Regions from separate parts of the Mus musculus genome. Here regions 1, 2, 4 and 5 are each linked to region 3. The links are chromatin contacts, called in public HiChIP or PLAC-seq and promoter capture Hi-C maps. All regions are on one chromosome and are shown on one strand. Each heading gives the region's core, a stretch centred on a gene start, on an enhancer-like site or on the middle of the called end of the contact. The rest is flanking DNA. Distances are from core to core; before and after follow the strand shown. Region 1 overlaps Mcmbp (minichromosome maintenance complex binding protein). Region 2 has its middle 41 kb from the start of Inpp5f. Region 3 holds the start of Armc5 (armadillo repeat containing 5). Region 4 holds the start of Prss36 (protease, serine 36). Region 5 holds the start of Stx1b (syntaxin 1B).

Region 1 (2,700 bases), core at 101-2,600, 490 kb after region 3:
CTAGTCCACAGCGGCATTACCTCCTTACTCCTGGTATGGTAATTTGTCTTCTTTTTTCTTTGCTAGTCTAGCTTAGAGGTTTATCAGTTTTGCTAATAAGAAGGAAATAAAAGATTAGGGATTTAGTTCAGTAGTTCAATCCCCAATTACACCCCCTCCACATACACACAAATCTCTAATCACACTCAAAGAAAAAGCAAAGCGGGGGGTGGGGTGGGGGGGGGTGGGGGGGTGGGGGGGGTGGGGCTGCACGCGTAGCTCAGTTGGTGGTATCTATCTGCATAAACCAGGTGCAGTGGCTCATGCCTACACCCAGGAGATGGAGGCAGGAGGATTGGAATGTTTGCGCTCATGGCCACTGAGCAGAGATGCATGCTCCCAAAGGATCACTGAGTTCAGTCCCTTGAGGAGGAAAAGAGCCCAGCCCCAAAAGCTGCTCTGACCACCACATGCACACTGCCTGCAAAGCGTAGCAACTTCCTGCAGTGTAATAAATAGAAAGTTGTTAGAAAGTTTAAGACACCTTCACATACTAGTGAGCTTTAAGGCAGTCTGTAGTACATAAGATTGTCTCAAGTATTTCACTGATTTGCTATTTTCTTTATTTTTAGATTTTATTTTTATTTATTTATTTATTTTTTTGTTTTGTTTTTTTTGAGACAGGGTTTCTCTGTGTAGCCCGGGCTGCCCTGGCACTCACTCTGTAGACCAGGCTGGCCTCGAACTCAGAAATCTGCCTGCCTCTGCCTGCCTCTGCCTCCCAAGTGCTGGGATTAAAGGCATGAGCCACCACGCCCGGCTTTTGATTTGCTATTTTCTTGTTTTCAATTCTTAATTTCTGTTCTTCCTTCATTATTTGCTTTCCTTTTCTCCATGTGCCTTGGGTTTCAGTTCGCATTTCTGATTTCATAAATGGACACAATGCTCGAAGCCTTCTTTCCATACATACACAGCACAGTCTCTGGTTGTACTTAGAGGATGTTCTTGTTTTTTTATTTTTTCAAGACAGGGTTTCTCTGTGTAGCCCTGGCTGTCCTGGAACTCACTCTGTAGACCAGGCTGGCCTCGAACTCAGAAATCCGCCTGCCTCTGCCTCTCAAGTGCTAGGATTAAAGGTGTGCACCACCACTGCCTGGCTAGAGGATGTTCTTCCATTTCCATTTTTTGTGTAGCTGGGAACAATTTTAAGTTTTATATGGACTTCTTTTTGATCTACTGTGTTTATAAGTGTTCTACAAGTCTGAATTTTTGTCATCTTTCGGATTTCCGGTCCTCTCTTATTACAGACAGAACACACACAATGACTTCCCTTCTCTGAAGTCTGCTGATACTCGCTCATAACTCAGAATGATTTATCTTGGCCCAGGTTCCTCATGTGCTTGGACAGTGCGTGTTCTGGGGCGGGGAGGTGAACATACTAAATGAGCCTGCGTAGCTGGCACTCAGAGCTTTAAGAGCTCTACTAATTCTCCAACTAATGGAAGCAGCAAGCCCTGCAGCTATGGCTGCACACGTGGCCCACTCCAGCTCGCCGTTTGTGCGGGCAGTCTGAAGCTCTGCAGCTGGTGCATGCATGTCATGCCTTCTTATGAAAAGACCTACTGCAAAGCCATGTGTATCTTCCTTTCTTCTCGGAACAGCTTTCAAAACTATTTTAAAACTTGGGGCTGTCCAGGTAATAGTGATGCACACCTTTAATCCCAGGACTCGGGAGGCAGAGGCAGGTGGATCTACAGGTTGGAGGGTAGCCTGGTCTACAGAGTAAATTCCAGCCAAGAAACCCTATCTCAAAAAACAAGCAAGCAAACAACACACACAATATTACATCATTCTCTCCATCCATCACCCACGTCCTGTTATCCCTCTCAGTAAACTCTCTTTCAAATTTATGACTTTTTATTCTTTAACTATCATTGTTTGTATGTGTATGTGTGTATGTATGTGTGTGTCAATAGGTACATAAGTACAACCTATTGAGTCCATTTACTGTTGCTTATAGGTATTATTTTTAAGGCTGAGCATCTGGGATTGGTGTAGAGAACATCTCTTGTGTACTGAATGGATTCAACACCTGTCAGTTAAAGCTGATTGACCTGTAACTGAGGCAGGAAATAGAAGATGGACAGAGAGGATTCTGGGAGAGAGCCAGGGGCAGGAGGATTGGCCCAGGAACATGAAGGAGGTCAGAAGCACGGGAGCTGAGCAGAGGTAACCAGCCATGTGGCAGAATTTAAGATCAGAATAAATGAGATACTAAGTTATGATTGAATTGGGGAATAGCCAAAGCTTATAAAAATAAATATATTTGAGTCTCAGAGTCATTATTCTTGAAGCCTAGGGCCAGGACGAAAAAGCTGACTTTTACAGATTGGGGAAGAGGAAATTCTTCCTTTCTTAGCAGTGAAACAGACCCTTCTTAAAGAGTATGACAGATTCCCAAAATGTCTGTTTTAGTATTTAGGAAAACTCAATGAAAATCCGATTTATCATTATGCTCACTGCCCATAAGCAATGTGTAGGAAGAGAAAAACAGAAAGTCCTGAAACCACAAGTCCCTTACTACAAACCTCTTTCCCCAAATAAACCAACACTTTAGGAATTTGAGGATAGTTCCAAATTTTCCCTGATGGATTACAGACTAATCTGTGTAAATTAGTGTTTGTGGAATACTAAAGTGGGGTTTAGAGAAAAAATAACTTT
Region 2 (2,847 bases), core at 191-2,690, 330 kb after region 3:
GGTTTCTCTGTGTAGCCCTGGCTGTCCTGGAACTCACTCTGTAGACCAGGCTGGCCTGGAACTCAGAAATCCACTTGCCTTTACCCACCAAGTGCTGGGATTAAAGGCGTGCGCCACCACTGCCTGGCAGTGGCAATTTATTTAAAAAAAAAAAAAAAAGCCTAAAATTAGGGGCTTGAGTGCAGTTTCAAGACTGAGTCCGGGCTGGTGAGATGGCTCAGTGGGTAAGAGCACCCAACTGCTCTTCCGAAGGTCTGGAGTTCAAATCCCAGCAACCATATGGTGGCTCACAACCATCTGTAACAAGATCTGACTCCCTCTTCTGGAGTGTCTGAAGACAGCTACAGTGTATTTACATATAATAAATAAATAAATCTTTAAAAAAAAAAAAAAGACTGAGTCCATGACCATCATGGCGGAAGTAAGGCAGCAAGCAAGCAGGCATGGTGTTGGAGCAGTAGCTGGACGCTTATGTCTTATCCAAAAGTTGGAGGCAGAGAGAGAGAGAGAGGGGGGGGGAGAGAGAGAGAGGGAGAGAGAGAGAGACTGGACCTGGTGATGGCTTTTGAAACCTCAAAGCTCACCCCCAATGACACACCTCCTCCTACAAGGACAGACCTCCTAATCCTTCCCCAACAGTTCCACCAACTAGGGACCAAACATTCAAATATATAAGCCTACGGAGGCCACTCTTATTCAAATCCCCATGCACTTCTCACATGTGGCTAATCAGAGCCTGTAGTGGTTTGAATATGCTTGGCCCAGAGAGTAGCACTATTAGGAGGTGTGGCCTTGTTGGAGTAGGTGTGGCCTTGTTGGAGTAGGTGTGGCCTTGTTGGAGGAAGTATGTCACTGTGGGCGTGGACTTTAAGACCTTTGTCCTAGCTTTCTGGGAGCTAGTCTTCTAGCAGCCTTCAGAACACGATGTAGAACTTTCAGCTCCTCCTGCACCATGCCTGCCTGGATGCTGACAAGCTTTCTGCCTTGATGATAATGAACTGAACCTCAGAACCAATAAGTCAGCCCCCACTTAAATGTTGTCCTTTTTAAGAGTTACCTTGGTCATGGTGTCTGCTCACAGGAGTAAAACCCTAAGACAGTTGCGTGGCTTTTGTCGCATCTAGAAAACACCATCTTCTTCTGGAGATGCTCAGCTGGTAAAGTAAATAACCCAGAACACCTGATGATCATTACATAGAGAAAGTCTGTCACAAAAAGAAAAGGCAACCATAAGGAAACAGACACAAGAGGTGGGTAGAGTGAGCCTGAAACCAACCTAACCATAAGACTTGAGCTCCTCCATCTAACCAGGGATCCGGAAAGGTAGCATACTGGTCTGTTTTCTGTTGCTATAACAAAAATTAGGAGGCCAGGCACTTAAAGGTTTTGGAAGTTGAAACTCTGTGATCAGGCTGTACTACCCCCAACCTCTCACCCCAACCCCCTATTCTCACCGCCCAGCTATGTCACAATGTGGTTAAGAAGCAAAAAGGGAAGCAGTCACACACAAAAATGGTGGCTTCATTTTATAATTTTAGGCTCTCACAATCGCTAACTTATTCTATAAGACAACATTAATCTCTTCAGATGACAAGAGCAATGACCCCGTGGCCTAAATTCCCTTGAACTAGGCTCCCCTCCTAAGGTTCTGTTCCCTTTCAACATGAACACGCTGAATCACGCTTCCAGCACCCAGATCTCCGGAGGACAAACCACACCCTAAAACCATAACAGATGCTACTCCTCTGCAGAGAGCTTCTTGTGGGGATGCACGCATACACTCTTTGCTTGGATTTCTGCTGTGTTTCAGTTGAGATGTAAGGCCCAGCAGGAAAGCACTTCTTTTTTTTTTTTTTTTTTTTTTTTTTTTTTTTTTTTTTTATAATATCAATTTTTTAATAGGTTTTGTTTTTTGTTTTTTATTAATTATATGTAAGTACACTGTAGCTGTCTTCAGACGCACCTGAAGAGGGCATCAGATCTTATTACGGGTGGTTGTGAGCCACCATGTGGTTGCTGGGATTTGAACTTCAGACCTTCGGAAGAGCAGTCGGGTGCTCTTACCCACTGAGCCATCTCACCAGTCCCCAGGAATGCACTTCTAATCTCTGTTCCTTTGCTGTCTGACTCATAAGTGTTAATCCTTGTTGAGCCTGTGACATAGTCAGTCCTCCCTGCTCCTCAGTCAATGCCATTTGGCTGTAGGTCCTCTTGTTTCAGGGTGGTTATGGCAATGTGTAGGAGAGGCCACGGAGGTTCTACAACACAGAGAGAACACTTCTGAGACTGGATCGCCAGGGCAAAGCGAGTCCTCCCTTCTCTACCTCCCTAGTGTCCAGCTACCTGGAAGGACAGGAGACACACTAACCCCTGCTCTGGGATTTATTAGCTGCCCAAGCCTCCAACGTGCCCAATTCCTCCTTTAGTACTGGGCCAGCAGCATTAAGATGTGTTTAAGTGCAGGCTAGAGAGATGGCTCAGTGGTTAAAAGCATGCACAGCTTTTGCACAGGACCCGAGTTTGGTTCCCAGGGTCTATACTGGGTAGTATCCAATCACCTGCAGCTCCATGTCTAGAGGACCCAAGGCCCTTTTTTGTTTCTGTTTTCTATAAGCACACCTAACGTACACACAGACACACACAGAAACACAGACATACACTCACACAAATAAAAAATAAATCTTTCTTTGTTTTTTTGTTTTGTTTTATTTTGTTTTTCGAGACAGGGTTTCTCTGTGAAGCCTTGGCTGTCCTGAAACTCACTTTGTAGACCAGGCTGGCCTTGAACTCAGAAATCCACCTGCCTCTGCCTCCCAAGTGCTGGGATTAAAGGTGTGCACCACCATG
Region 3 (2,700 bases), core at 174-2,673:
GCAGACACAGCTCTAGTGCTGTTCGTCTAGCCTGTGGCTCAACCCAGATGCCATTTGTGAACCCCATTAGTGGCCCTTAGTTAAGTCACCTTCGGGACGTAGAAAAAAAGAAAAAAAAAAAAAAAAAAACTAACAACACTCTGGTCCCTTCATTGAAGCCAGGGATAACTGCAGAAACTCTCATCTTGGAACACCCATTGATGTTAGACAAGGCTAAGCGTTATGGGCAAAGGCTTGCCTTATTAAGGGGCAGATGGAGGTCTTCTTGCTCATGTGGGTCACCTGGTAGAAGAGCAAGTGGGAAATCTGACTGCAGCTCTTGACAAACCTGCAAATGAAAGGCCTTTGCTTGTGTGCATAGGCTGGTGTCCACAAAAATACTAGCTGCAATCAGGAAACTTCTAGGGTTTCTTGCCCATGTGTGAACATTGATGGAACTGTGGTGTGAGATTTTTGCCACATTCTGGAAAGGTCATTTGCTCAAGTGGATGCGCTGGTGTTCAGTGAACATGGTGATCTCACTAAAGCCACGACCACATTCAAGACACCTGAAGGGCGGTTCTCCATTGTGAGTGCGCTGGTGCCGTAGGCAGTTTGAGCTGTTGGTGAAGTTCTTGCCACACTCACAGCAATTGTAGGGCTTCTCACCCGTGTGTGAACGCTGGTGTTCTAGCAGATAGGAACTTCGCCCAAAGCTGTCTCCGCACCAGGCACAGAAGTAGGGTTTCTCGCCTGTGTGACAGCGCTGGTGCTGTAAAAGGTTAGAGCTCAGGCTGAAACTCTTGCCACAGAGGCCACAGCGGTAGGGTTTCTCACCAGTGTGAGTTCGCTGGTGCTGGATCAGGTTGGAGCTAACCCTGAAAGTCTTTCCACACTCAGCACACGCATAGGGCTTTTCCCCAGTGTGCACCCGCTGGTGTTTTGCTAGGTCTGCACTGCGACCAAAGGCCTCTCCGCACTCCATGCACTTGTGCGGCCGGAGACCTGAGTGAGAACGACGGTGTTTAGTGAGATTAGAGCTGAGGCTGAAGCAACGGCCACATTCTGGGCAGGGGTATGGTTTTTCACCACTGTGAACTCGGTAATGCTTAACCAGATCTGAGCCACGCCGGAAGCTTTTGTCACACTCTGGACAGCTGTAAGGGCGGTCACACCCATGGCTGCTTTGATGGTGAATGAGATCAGAGAGACTGGGTACAGCCAACCCACAATCCCTACACTTGAAAGCTTTGGGGACTGCAGGATCACTGGTCTTGACAAAGGTTTCTTCCTTGGGGCCAGAGCCTGACCTACATAAGTACTGCTGGTCCAGCATTTTTTCCACGGGGGCTGGTTGTTCCGGCCGCGCCAGGAGGGGGCGCTCATGTAGCGCGGTCTCGCGATCCAGGGGCGACCTGGGGGCTCCCGGGAATTTTGACGTCCGGTTCTCCAGCAGCTTAGCCCCATCTAGATTCTCCCTGGTCACTTCTGGAGCCGCAAGTTCCATTGCGGCCGAAAAGCGCTCGGTTTCCTAAATGCCACCCGTTTAACTCATCAGCACAGTTGGAGAACGGGGCACTGGAGGCTTGGAGGCCGGTACCGGAAACGGAAAGGTCCCCAAGCCCGAGAGACTCTAGGAAGTGGCAGCGAACTTTCCCGGTAGGTTTAACTCTTTCATTCGCTTGGCGAGACCTTTCTGTCGGGAACTTAGCACTTTTGAAACGGCTTGGGGTTCTGCGAGTCTGTCAGTCCGGCTTTCGGAGCCATTGATCACCGCGCTTTGAGGGTTGCCAATCAAGTCTGAACGTCGCCGACAAGGACGTACCGGGAGCGAAGTGGCTAAGTCACGTTGGGGAGCACAGGACAGCACTAAGACTCCACCGCGGGGCGTCTGATCCTAGGAGCAACAGTTCACTCTTCGGCCCCGGGAGGAGTTTCTCACCCACTTAAACTGCACTAAGCTTGGCGCCGACTACATATCCCAGCATGCACCGCACGCGCCTCTTACTTTCCCACAGATAAATACCATTCTCGCCATGTCTTCTGCGACTGTGCAAGTACCGGAGTTCCAGAATCTAGAACTTGAACTTCCGACTCGCAAGATAACTGCGGCGGCGCTATTCCGAGGAGCAGCCTGGCCACGCCCCCCTCTTCCAGTTCCGCTCTCTCAGAGTACCGGCGAGACGCGGGGCGGAGCCTGAGGCCCGGGCCAAGATGGCGGCTGCGAGACCGGCCCTTACGGACTCGCTCTCGTTTTGCCTCGCGCAGCTCACGGCGGCGGCCGGGGAGGGGCCAGGTGGGGGAAAGGACCCAGCTACCAACGAGACACCCCTGGGCCGCGCGCTCTTAGCTCTTCGCACGCGCCACATCAAGGCGGCAGAGGGGATTGAGCGCTTCCGGGCACGCGGCGGGCTCCGCCCCCTTCTCGCCCTGCTCCGCCGAACGGCTGCTGCGGGCCCCGCCCCGTCCCAAGCAGCCTCTGGCTCCGCCCCTTCGTCGGTTGCGTCAGCTGGTTCTACCCCTGGCCACGCCCCCGCTGCCGAGTCGCTCTTGACGCCTTCGTTGCCAATGCGCCTGCGCAAGACGCTGGATTTGGCGCTCAGCATTCTAGCCAACTGCTGTACAGAAGGGGCGTGCCGGGCCGAAGTGCGGAGACTTGGAGGCATTCTCCCTTTGGGTAAGTGCTCCGCCCCCATTTCTTAGAAAGGTTCCAACCCACAG
Region 4 (2,732 bases), core at 151-2,650, 290 kb before region 3:
CCTGCCATGGCCAAGTGCCAGGATGAGCGTCCGAGCCCCCCACAATGCGGGAAGAGGGCTCAGGGCGGCCGCAGTCTGCAATAGAGACCCCCTAGAAGTCAAAGCTCGGTTAGGGTTCCCCTCCTCTCCTAATCCCTTGGACTCCAGAGACCCTGGTAACTCGGGGAGGGTGGTGGTGGAGCCTGAACCCCTTCAGTTTGCCCTTCTGAACATGAGCAAGCCAAAGCTGGAGGGCCCGGGCACTTCCAATTCACTCATGACCTAGCCAGTTTGAAACTTCTTTAGGATTCAAGACAGCCTTTAGTGCCAGCGCTCAGGAGGCAAAGACAGGTGGATCTCTGTGAGTGTGAGGTTAGCCTGGCCTATGAGAATGAGTTTCAGGATAGCTAGGACTATAGAGAGAGACCCTGTCTCAAGAGCAAAGCAAAGCAAAGCAAAGCAAAGCAAAACGAAAACAAAAACAAGCAAGCAAACAAAAGACAAGATTGGAGGCAACTCATGCCTCTCTCTTACCTAGGTCTTCAAATTCTCCTTGGGTAGGACTGACCACTAGAAGACAGAAGACAGAGAGAGAAAGACGCTCCTTCAGCCCCGACACTGCCAGCACCATCTTCCTGCTCTTCCTGGGCTTTTGCTGCCCTCAGTCCCCCGGTTCCCTGTTTCAGCCCTTTGGTCTGCCTACACTGAGGCATCTGAGCCCAACTCTCCCCAGTCCATCAGTCTTACCTGAGTCCTGGAAGGCTCCTGGAGGGATGGGACTGACCACTGAGAAGACAAGAGGGAGGCAAGGAAAGTCTGGAGAGATGATGCACTTAGGTGTGGCTCTTTCTCCTTCCATCCTATTTTACAGTGTTCCATCTCCCCATGGCATGCAGGCCTCCTTTCCCCTTCCCCTTCTGCACAATCCCTCGGGCTCCTGGTATGGCCCTCTCCTCCTTCCACCACCCTCCCGTCCTTCCTCTTGACACTCTGCTCCTCTGCCTACTCTGCTATCTTACTGCCATAAGGGATGCAGGGTATATCTCCTGCTTTTCAGCTCTCTAGGGTTGGTATCCAGGCTTCTTAAAGCCCGGTCCTCTGAACTTACCCATGATTACAACTGGGAGAAACAGGTGATGGGACATGGTCTACTAAAGTCAGCTGGAGGCACAGAGGCAGGTGAGAGGCTGCTTCCTGCCACCACTCTGTCACCGGACTATGTAGCTGGTTCCTCCTGATGGTCCCAGGGGTAGCCCCACCCTCCCTGGCTGGAGCCCATCTGTGGGAATCTGAGAGGATCTGGGCCTGAAAGGGGAAAATAGGGAGGTCAAAGGCCCCACCCTGAATTCTGGTGCATCTCACATATCTGGAGGCTCAGAGTGGAGGTAGGGCGGTGTCCTCACTCCAGGACACCTGTTGGATGTGGAGAGTTGAGCAGGGCGCCCCGTGTGTTAAACCGACTCAGAGGACTGTGGTGGGTGGAGTGCTAGGAGCACATGCCCTGGGTCCGTGGAAGAGCAGGATGGGGCTGGGCAGTAGCCCTTGGCATGACTCACCTGAGACCTCACCCTTGATTGGGGTGTGGCTTCCCCAGTGGCTTGGCCTTTTCTTCTCACACAGCTCTGGTTACTGGAGTTGCTGGCCAGGCCTGGGACAGGAACTCTAGGGAATTCAATTCCATCCTAACAAAGGGATCACAGATTCTGCCTTGTTGAGCAAGGCCTGGGGGTACTGGAGAGGACTAAGCAGCCTGGTAAAGCTGGAAACCCCTCTGTGCTGGGGTGGTCGACTCTCAATGCTGTTCCTTGCTTGCTCTTCATGTGACTTAGAAAAGTCACTCCGTCTCTTGGTACACTATTTATCATTAGGAGTCTATTTAAGGAAGGTATGGCACTGGGTGTGGTAGTACCTGTGACCCCAACACTGTGAAGTCTGAAAGCACTCCAGTCCACAGTTCCTAGACTACACAGAAGCTGGAGATGTGGGTTAGCTGCTATGATTGCTTGCTGCTCTTCCAGAGGACCTGAGTTCAGTTTCCAGAATCCACAACACCAGCTCACAACCTCCGGTGACTTCAGCTCCAGATTTGGTGCCCTCCTATGCCCTCTCTGTGGGTAACAGCACCCACATGGCATAGAGGGGTGTGTGTGAGTGAGTGTGTGTGTGAGTGTGAGTATGTGTGAGTGTGTGTGCGAGCATGTGTGTGTGTGCGTGTATGTGTGTGTGTGTGTGTGTGTGAGAGAGAGAGAGAGAGAGAGAGAGAGAGAGAGAGAGAGAAACAAGGGAAAAAGCACATGTTTGGGTAGAAGATATAGCTCAATTGGTAAAATGTTTGCCTAGAATGCATGAAGTTCTGGGCTTGATCCCCAGTTTTACATAAAGCAGGCATGCTGGTGAATGCTTATGATCCTAGCACCTAGGAGGTAGGCGGTAGGTGCAATATCAGACGTTCAGTATCAGGGCTGGAGAGATGGCTCAGTGGTTAAGAGCACTGACTGCTCTTCCAGCTGATGCCCTCTTCTGGTGTATCTGAAGACAGCGACAGTATACTCACATACATTAAATAAATAAATAAATAAATAAATAAATAAATATTAAAGGCGGGCAGGCTGGAGAGATGGAGAGATGGCTTAGTGGCTAAGAGCACTGACTGCTCTTCCAGAGGTTCCAGAGTTCAATTCCCACCAACCACATGGTGGCTCACAACCTTCTGTAGTGGGATCCGATGCTCTCTTCTGGTGTGTCTGAAGACA
Region 5 (2,700 bases), core at 69-2,568, 410 kb before region 3:
TCCCAATCTGTCACGTAGAGTAACAATCCCTTGGAATTCTGACATATCCCAATCCAGAGGCCACTGTCACACAGCAAACTGGAACCTCAAGCTCCTTGGGCTCATGTCATTCTTAAAATGTCTCGGCACCCTCCCTGCCCAAAACCATTCTCAGCAGGCGAGCACAGTCCCTCCAAAGAGCAGCCTCCCCTGCAGCCCCCCACCTTTCCTCCTCCAGCTCTGCTGGCCAACCGCCTGGAGCCTGGCCCCTGGCTTCCAGCAGCCTGCCCCTGGCTGCTCCCATGCTCCAGTTCCCCCAAGCACTGTGTGGCCTATGTCACACAACCCAATTCTGTGACCTGGTGGATGGATCTTTCTCTCCTCTCTCACCTTTGGGGTCACCTAAGCTGAGGCTCTGGCCCAGGGGAACTCAGTCACACACACACACACACACACACACACACACACTCCCCCTCTGAGCAGTGCCCTCTCCCCACGGAGCAACATACCAGTGCGCGTGCGCGTGGACACACACACACACACACACACACACACACCACCACCACCACCACCACCACCACCACCACCAGTACCACCACACACTTCATTCACTGCCAGGTGCTGGCATCTAGTTCCAACCTGTGTCCTCCATAGCATCCCAAATCTGGGTCCTCCTGGACCCGGCCTGGCCAGCAACCACCCCCTCCATCCGCCTAATTTGACAAGCCTGCTCTAGGGGATGATGGTGTCCCCCAATCCTCTCTTGACATTCACTTTCTCCCACCCCCAGGTTAGATTCTAGGGTCCTCCCGGGCATTTGGGCTGCCCAGGCCCCTGAGACCTCTCCTGCCCCCTTGTGTCTTAATGGCCTCCAACTCCTTCCAGCCACTGTCCTCCAATTGCAGGTTCACTGGAGATACCAGGTGCCAGGAGATGTGAGGGCTCCTGGCTTCCAACCTCTAGTCTCATCATTTGCTCCCCATGTCTCAGAACCTCCCCCACTCCATCCCCCAAGCGCTCCCCAAATACAGGGTCCCGCCTCCCCACCTCTCCCACCCCTTAGCTCACACTCCGCAGCTCCTGAGTCCGATCCTTCATCCTGCGACGGGCTCCTCCTCCCCTTCTTCGTCCTCCCGCCTCCGCTGCTGCTCTCTGCCTCTTGCCTCTGTCCTGGAGGCCGGGGTCTGGGGGCACCGGGCTAGACCTCCGAGGGATGTGCGGATAAGGTGCGCGGCGGGGGGGCGGGGAGCTAAGGCCAGGCAGAGACAGGGGCCTGGGCCGACTGGGCTCTGCCTAGGCTGCGGTGGCGATGCGGCTGCGGCACAGGGTTGGATGGAGGGATGCGGGAGCCGAGGCGCGGGGGAGGGGGGCGGAGGGAGGTGAGGAGGAAGGGAGGGAGGGGGAGCGGAGGGGGCGGGGAGCAGGGGGCATGCGCAGCGCCCCGGGCTGGGGGCGCCTGGGGGTTGTAGTCCGGGGAGGGGCACCCAAGGGAGGGGCACTGGGGAGGCCCAGAAGTTGGGAGGGGGGAGCCCAAGAAGCTCGGAGAGATGCAGAGGCAGGGATAGAGATGCTGGGTAAACTGCAGTTGGGGTGGACCGTCAGAGAAGGTCTAAGGCAATGAACTAAGGGACTAACCTGAGAGGAGCGGAGTGTCTGTGAGCCTACGCAGGACTTCCTTTTATCCTGTCCCTTCGGCTCTGCGGAAGAGTCTTTTGGGCATTAGAAATAACAAACCTGACCCTGTATGTGGCTATTGCTTGCTGAGAAGGACATGGGGCTTGTTCTGTACATCCTTTGTCACCCTACCTGAGAGTGCCCTGGCACTGGTGGATCTCAGCTTGTCAACCCCCAAGAACAGAGTGGTCACTACCTGCTGAGACTTTTGGTCTGGGATTTTGGATGACTGTGTTAAAAATGATATTTATCTTGGCCTAGAGTGAATCTCAGTGGTATATGCTTGCCTGCAAGGCCCTGGGTTCCATCCCCCAAGCCGGGGGTTGGGGTGAGGATGGGGATGCAGAAGGAAGGAAGATGTCTGCTGGGAGTAGAATCTTTGGTGGTGGTGGGGGTGTAGAATCTTGAATCTGGTGCTGCAGAAGGTCCAGAGAGCCTGCCACCCTCTGCTCTCCCTCCTTCCATCCTATCCTTAAATATTACTTCAGTTCTTCTTCTCATGGCAGTGGGGTTTGGACTCCCAGTTGGGTGGGCTTCCACCCTGCTTTTGCCAAATACCCAGTAACTACCTTAAGACACCATTCATCTGTGTCATGGCAGGCAGGGCCTACCGTCTGTGACCTTCAACAGTTCCTACAGCCAAGACAAGACTCTCTTCTTGTCTCCTCACCTCGCCTGCCCCCGCCCCCCACGTCCCACGCCCTTAACCTCTGAGTTCTGCCTCCCCCCTCCCTCCAGTTCTTCCTCTGATCTGTGACCCTCAGTCAGGGCTCCTGGGAGCTAAGTTATCTTCTTCCTTTTTAATCCCTCTGACTTTACGTACACGTGTATGTAGGTGTGCTCACTTGTACATGTGCACACATGTAGGTCAAAGGTCAGTGTTGGGTGGCTTCTGTCATTCCCCACCTTACTTGTAGTTTTTGTTTGTTTGTGTTGTTTGTTTTTTCGAGACAGGGTTTCTCTGTATAGCCCTGGCTGACCTCGAACTCAGAAATCCACCTCCCTCTGCCTCCCAAGTGCTGAGATTAAAGGTGTGCACCACCACGC

What was found. Promoter capture Hi-C pulls out the DNA fragments that hold promoters and counts their contacts. HiChIP or PLAC-seq counts read pairs in DNA pulled down with a chosen protein or histone mark. Capture Hi-C pulls out chosen DNA fragments and counts their contacts.
Region 1: a contact with region 3 is called in a promoter capture Hi-C map of the HPC-7 cell line. The contact joins the enhancer-like site here to the promoter of Armc5 in region 3. A contact is called at or near these places in 9 of 39 promoter capture datasets (the C10 cell line, the HPC-7 cell line, cranial neural crest and 6 more), 1 of 15 datasets of contacts at CTCF or cohesin (large pre-B cells), 6 of 484 Hi-C or Micro-C datasets (bone marrow-derived macrophages, embryonic stem cells, nephron progenitors and 2 more), 35 of 115 datasets of contacts at active chromatin or transcription factors (the HPC-7 cell line, the NIH/3T3 cell line, T-cell acute lymphoblastic leukemia and 24 more) and 4 of 9 other capture datasets (adipose tissue, embryonic stem cells, liver and 1 more).
Region 2: an H3K4me3 HiChIP or PLAC-seq map of bone marrow-derived macrophages shows a contact between it and region 3, with 4 times the contacts expected there. The contact joins the enhancer-like site here to the promoter of Armc5 in region 3. A contact is called at or near these places in 5 of 39 promoter capture datasets (the HPC-7 cell line, cranial neural crest, embryonic stem cells and 2 more), 1 of 15 datasets of contacts at CTCF or cohesin (large pre-B cells) and 7 of 115 datasets of contacts at active chromatin or transcription factors (acute myeloid leukemia, bone marrow-derived macrophages, effector CD8 T cells and 4 more).
Region 4: a contact with region 3 is called in a promoter capture Hi-C map of liver. The contact joins the promoter of Prss36 here to the promoter of Armc5 in region 3. A contact is called at or near these places in 6 of 39 promoter capture datasets (the 3T3-L1 cell line, cranial neural crest, hippocampal neurons and 1 more), 5 of 484 Hi-C or Micro-C datasets (B cells, embryonic stem cells and epidermal suprabasal cells), 18 of 115 datasets of contacts at active chromatin or transcription factors (T-cell acute lymphoblastic leukemia, astrocytes, bone marrow-derived macrophages and 11 more) and 2 of 9 other capture datasets (adipose tissue and liver).
Region 5: an H3K27ac HiChIP or PLAC-seq map of thymic regulatory T cells shows a contact between it and region 3, with 4 times the contacts expected there. The contact joins the promoter of Stx1b here to the promoter of Armc5 in region 3. A contact is called at or near these places in 4 of 39 promoter capture datasets (cranial neural crest, embryonic stem cells, liver and 1 more), 1 of 484 Hi-C or Micro-C datasets (effector CD8 T cells) and 4 of 115 datasets of contacts at active chromatin or transcription factors (bone marrow-derived macrophages, embryonic stem cells, large pre-B cells and 1 more).

Annotation. Positions count from the first base shown.
Region 1 is chr7:128,727,536-128,730,235 of GRCm38.p6, forward strand. The region is part of intron 1 of Mcmbp (minichromosome maintenance complex binding protein); the gene reads right to left. Among named protein-coding and RNA genes, the nearest start is that of Mcmbp, 12 kb to the right of the region's middle. Within about 2 kb of position 1,351, at least 55 of the 459 cell types and tissues checked have an H3K27ac peak or open chromatin away from gene starts, as enhancers often do. A contact at or near this core is called in the HPC-7 cell line, adipose tissue, bone marrow-derived macrophages and 2 more, where this site is marked.
Region 2 is chr7:128,568,726-128,571,572 of GRCm38.p6, forward strand. No RefSeq gene overlaps it. Among named protein-coding and RNA genes, the nearest start is that of Inpp5f, 41 kb to the right of the region's middle. Within about 2 kb of position 1,441, at least 57 of the 459 cell types and tissues checked have an H3K27ac peak or open chromatin away from gene starts, as enhancers often do. A contact at or near this core is called in the HPC-7 cell line, acute myeloid leukemia, bone marrow-derived macrophages and 1 more, where this site is marked.
Region 3 is chr7:128,235,934-128,238,633 of GRCm38.p6, forward strand. Armc5 (armadillo repeat containing 5) reads left to right here and starts at 1,424. Exons shown (of 6, transcript NM_146205.2): 1 at 1,424-2,656. The coding sequence starts at 2,194. It overlaps 9130023H24Rik (RIKEN cDNA 9130023H24 gene), which reads right to left and starts at 2,098. Exons shown (of 1, transcript NM_177001.3): 1 at 1-2,098. The coding sequence starts at 1,486. The coding sequence ends at 473.
Region 4 is chr7:127,945,325-127,948,056 of GRCm38.p6, forward strand. It overlaps Prss36 (protease, serine 36), which reads right to left and starts at 1,401. Exons shown (of 15, transcript NM_001319147.1): 1 at 1,088-1,401; 2 at 727-765; 3 at 514-549; 4 at 1-75. The coding sequence starts at 1,124.
Region 5 is chr7:127,823,213-127,825,912 of GRCm38.p6, forward strand. It overlaps Stx1b (syntaxin 1B), which reads right to left and starts at 1,319. Exons shown (of 10, transcript NM_024414.2): 1 at 1,048-1,319. The coding sequence starts at 1,077.